2 separate regions of the Anser cygnoides genome follow, and region 2 is linked to region 1. A link is a contact called in public Hi-C data. All regions are on one chromosome and are shown on one strand. Each heading gives the region's core, a stretch centred on a gene start, on an enhancer-like site or on the middle of the called end of the contact. The rest is flanking DNA. Distances are from core to core; before and after follow the strand shown. Region 1 overlaps RNF144B (ring finger protein 144B). Region 2 holds the start of NHLRC1 (NHL repeat containing E3 ubiquitin protein ligase 1).

Region 1 (2,532 bases), core at 16-2,515:
ATTCAAGTGCACTGTTTGTCAAAACCAAAAACAGCCAGGGAAAGTACGAGTTTCAACTAGCTTTTGTTAATGTAAAAACAAAACAGGAGGTTCAGAAAACACATTTTGAAAGTACTGAAAGGTACAATTTTCTAGTTCAAATTACTTACTCCTTTTTTTTAAAAGAATAAAAAACCTGAAACATTTTCTTCTGAGGTCCGGAGAGACACCATGTTCTAGTTCACCAGAAGTTAAGCCTTAACTCCCAACATCTCCTATACTCTGTGAATAAGCAGTTTACTCCCCAAACACCAATGAAATATTTAGACACATGCCTACTATTCAGACTTGCTAATTTCTTCATGACAAATATAGGAAGAAATTCTATCACACATTTACAGTGTTAACCTGAGTTTTTGCCCTCTCCACTGCCAAAAGCAACACAAGAAGTGTATGTGTCAGAATCAAGTCCAGGGCAGTGAAAAGGCTCTAATAATTTAGTACCAAACTACAGTGACACTGAGGAATTTTACTGAGAAGACAAAAACATACTTTATTCACAAAGAAGACAAGTAGGTCACTGGTAAGTACTGAAGAAATGTTACACATCTTGAATAAAGACCCTGACAGAGGAAAGTAGATGAACTTTCATAAATATTATGTGTTCTAAGTTGCTTATAAGCTTTATTATTAATTGTTCAGGTTTCTTATTGAACAGGACTCAATCCATAAGGCACTGAAGTCAATGGAAAGGCTTTTCTTCACTTCAAATTATGTCTAAGTTCACCTTATCTCCCTTGTGCAGGCTAGGGCAAAAGGCATTTAAAAAGCAAACAAGACAACTGTGTTAGCTAACGTAATTAGACACAATTTAGCCCAAAGTAGAGGAACCTATTTAACACCACATTCATGCGAAAGACAGTTTGAACTGCTGTTTTTTCTCCAAACTCTAACAGTGCCTGCTAAACATCAGTTACAGCAGGGTCTGAAATGGACATGACCTGAAAAATACACTTTTTCAAAACCCTGATGCTAACACAGGGGAGAAAAAAGGACCAATGTATTTTTCCCCCCAGGAGAGGTAACAGTCACATAATTTTCAGAAAAAAATAAAAATAAAAACATAAAAAAGTCTACATGCGTATATTAACATATTTTATTGAATGTTTACCAGAAGACAAACTTTTAAACGCACAAGTATAAATATCTTTAAGTTATGCACTACTGAATGGTTGAGAAAGTGTTGCCAGAGGTATGACATTTCTCATGGCACTGTTGTGGTGATGAACATTTTCCTGCCGGAGGCCAGAGAGCAAACAACCAGCCCTTCTGGAGGCGAGGAGGCTGATGTTTCCACACCTGGAGTTTCAGAGTGTCTAATGAATAAACTCTAAGGCTAAATAGTACTTCCATGCCAAACAATAGCCATATATAAGGACATTGTCTCCAATCTGAATAAGGTTCTATTTTTTAAATAGTAGCTTTCAAAGGCCGCATTTTCACATGGAACAGCCTTTATAGAAAAGAAAAGAAAAAAAAAGAGAATACAGAGTGCTCACAGATAATCTGTGGTTTACTTACTAATCTTACAGATTATTAATAGAGACGGTCTATTAATTCTATTGTTCATCTTTTGTTTTCACATTTTTTTCATTAAAAAATAAGTATTTGGTAAAATACATAAGCAGTTCATTTTAACGAGGTTGGGAGCTTGTTTGCTTTTCAAGCAGAGAGTTTGTGTTTCAAGTGCATCACCAAGAGGGAGTGTCAGAATATTCATTCATCCACCAGACACTAATGCACATCTTGGGTTGTTTAGTCATTCTGCCTTTAGCCCCAAAAAGCACACAAGGATTAAGTTAATGGTCCACTAATACATGCCCTTGAGTGCTCTTCTGCTTACTAATGGGAAATACATCCTTACAGTTCCTATAGCATATATAGTTCCTAATTCAACAGTGCAGAATTCTTCCTACCATTTGCTAATCTTCTTTTAAAACAGCATTTTCAATAAATGTTATTTGTCTTCAGTCTGGTGGTACAGGTGGGAGGGACAACGCTACACCTTCTCGGCATCTATGCAGAAGAAAGGAGGACGGGAAACAGCTAACTTCTTTCCACAATGGCTGGATTCAGCCAAAGAAAAGCTCCAATATGTGCCAGCACAGCATTTGAAAAAAAAAAAATTAATTGCACCTCCCAAGTCCTGATTCAGCTAAGCATTGTGTCTCAAATTCATGCTGGAGAGATCATGACTTTTTGGGGGAGAAATTTAATTCTTGGTAACTCTCTCCAGTTCCGTGTGAGACGGTGTTTCTATCTGCTTTCCCTTATGCAAGCAGAGCCACTGCAACTTGGCTGCAGTCCTTCCCTGGTTAGAGGTGATCCCCTCGATGCGTGTCATCTTCCCAGCCTCGTGGCAGAGCAGAGAGGAGGAGCACAGCTGCCAGTGTCAATGGAACAAAGGAGGTCCCTCATGTTCAGTCAAAACTTTTGCCTCCCAATGGGTCTAACTCTCGCATGCCTGCTTGGAGGAAAATCCCATTCCATAAT
Region 2 (2,532 bases), core at 19-2,518, 130 kb after region 1:
TGCTGTTAATGCAAATTCCCACATTTTCTAAAGACACGAGGAAAACCCAAGAGGCTGTCGCTGTCTCTTTTCTCCCCTTGGCTTCTTTGCAGTCCCCCAGGATTCAGACTGCACACTGTGGTCTCAGCTTCAGTCTTTCTCCTACTTGACAATTTCATCTTTCTCTGCACCTCATCACTGTCTACCCTGGTTTTAATGCAATGCCTTTGCATATTATTTCTAAAGCTTCTGATGTATTTTTGTAGCCAAAGAAGAAAAGTAAAATGTCATGCTGTAGAAATGCTAGATGTGCAACTCAAATTCATTAGCGCATATATATGTATCAGAATTGTGTCAGGAAATTTTCAATATTGGTCGTGATATGCTTTGCTATTGCACTTGTTTTAATCTTACATCTTTACGAGACCTCTGGAGTGTCCGTACACAGTGAGTCATTGGCAAGGACAGTTTTATCCCAGTGCAAAAGAGACCAATAAGTTTTCCTCAGTGCATTTGTGTCACGCAGTTAGGGACATCTGTACATAGGATTTTGTCTTCTGACAGTTTGCTTTCTTCAGTGACTTACCATTCAGTAATTTATTACTCTTTCCTCCTTTTCAGGCAACCACTGTGAAATTAAGCTTCTCGAAAAAGTCAGTGACTTCTCAGACAGACACAGGCAATGGGGCCTAGATTATTTTCTGGAGACTCTGTATATACTAAAGTTTGTAGCTTGATTAAAATCCATTAAAACAACTTACCTCCCATCTAGCTTTTATTTTTATCTTACTTTTTAAAATGAGACATGTTTTGGGACACCCTTAAAGCAGGCTTCAGTGTACAGAAAAATGTCTGTGGGACGTCTTCATTTTGATTTTGCTTTCAAAGCCAACTCTCCTACATAACTGACTTCACTGCTTTAAGATGTGCATAGCTTTTCTCAAACTTAATGCACAACAAGCATTTTTTGAGTGTTTCTTTTGTATCATTTCAAATAGAATTAAAAAATAAATAAATGAGGTCCCTTCTCTGTGGCCGCCAGTAGCTGCTGCCTGTGTGTAGCTCTGCAGGTCCTCCTCGGAGGCTCGCGGCCTTGGAGTAATGGCAACTGCTGTTCAAATGCTGCTTTCCATTTGCTGTTCAAATGCCGCTCGCCTTGCACCAGCGAGGGCAGCTGGGCAAGAGAGGCGGGAAGCTGGCGCGGCTTGCTGCTTGCTCTCTGACCCCGTTAGATTACAGGTTGAGAGACGAGCTGGCAACAAGAAGGCAGGAAGTCTTGGCAACAGCTGCCACGGGGGAACAGTAATCGAGTAGCGAAGAGAGGAGGGAAGTAAATGGCTGACAATGAAGGAGAGAGTCCAGGAAGAAAATATTCCTGTGGTCGCTTGTGAGCGTGCCGCTGCCTCCTCCAGAGTGCAGCGACCAGCAGGTAAATTGGCAGGGGGCTCTAGGGTGAGAGGGGTCAGAGAAAGCCTGTGGGGCTTCTGTGTGGTTAGCCGAACACAAACCCTTCTTTGCAGGTCTTTGATCATTGTCATAGGGGTATTATTGCAATTTTTTTAAATTACAAAACTGGGGACTCTGAAGACTCTTTGTCCTGGCCTTGGTGGCTTATTTAAAAAAAAAAAAAAAAAAAGGAAATGTATGATTGCAATGTAGTATATTGCCACTTATTAAGACTAGAACGAGAGAAAAAGCTACATGCAATTTTAATGTTGCAGTCCTAGAGCTGCAAGTGGGTCTGATGTTTTCAGCAAAGCAGTCCCCAACCTACAGCCTCTCCCCCAACCCACAACTCTCGATATTGCTCACAGCCACTGGGAGCTACTGCTGCTTCAGCGCCAGGTCACCGGAGAAGATGACGACGCTGCTTACAGTGCTACCTTCTTGTAGCCCGTGGGCCGGCTAAGTTGGGAACTGCTGGTTTTGGACATTTTCACTTCTGCACAGTTCAGCAGCTACTGGGTTAAAGCATCTCCTCTATTTCTGTCCAGATTTTTTTCCAGGTGTGAGAGCTGTTAAACTTATATCAGGTTTGTAGAGGCGTTGCTGCTGTCCCAGGCCAGGTGCTGGATGTTGCTGACCCTGGGGTCCTGCGCAGGGCTCCAGGAACGAGGGCGCAGTCATGCTGACAAGCCGTCCTGGTAAATGCAGCATCTTCCAAAAAGAGCACACGCTGTCCATGCTGTGTGTGGATGTGAGTGGGAAAAGTGGCTACTGGCACTTAGCATAAATATTTCCCTCACATTTTCAAAAGCTTCCCCGAACAGCGAGGGGAATCACATGCAACAGTGACTGCTTCCTCGCCCTGACAGAGGCATAAATAGCACTAGCAACCTTGAGGTAACTTGGTAGCTGGACACGTGTATGAATCCGATGCATGTTTTATGTATGTAATTTGATTTTCTTGTTGTAGTTTTAAATAGAGACTTTTTCTATCGACCGGGAACCGCGTGACAGACACACAAACACCCCCCCCCCACCACCAAACCAGGGCTCCCCGGCGACCCCCAAAACCCTCTCCTGGCCGCGGGAGGGGAGGCTGAGGGCTGG

Evidence for each region. A called contact is a pair of places that touch in the nucleus more often than the background predicts.
Region 2: a contact with region 1 is called in a Hi-C map of liver, with 2.0 times the contacts expected there. The contact joins the promoter of NHLRC1 here to the enhancer-like site in region 1. A contact is called at or near these places in 2 of 7 Hi-C or Micro-C datasets (both in liver).

The regions. Positions count from the first base shown.
Region 1 is chr2:53,074,661-53,077,192 of Taihu_goose_T2T_genome, forward strand. The region is part of intron 3 of RNF144B (ring finger protein 144B); the gene reads right to left. Among named protein-coding and RNA genes, the nearest start is that of RNF144B, 67 kb to the right of the region's middle. Within about 2 kb of position 1,266, at least 2 of the 3 cell types and tissues checked have open chromatin away from gene starts, as enhancers often do. A contact at or near this core is called in liver, where this site is marked.
Region 2 is chr2:53,206,361-53,208,892 of Taihu_goose_T2T_genome, forward strand. It overlaps NHLRC1 (NHL repeat containing E3 ubiquitin protein ligase 1), which reads left to right and starts at 1,269. Exons shown (of 2, transcript XM_013190265.3): 1 at 1,269-1,408; 2 at 1,794-2,532. It overlaps TPMT (thiopurine S-methyltransferase), which reads left to right. Exons shown (of 9, transcript XM_066992074.1): 9 at 1,219-1,355. The coding sequence ends at 1,223.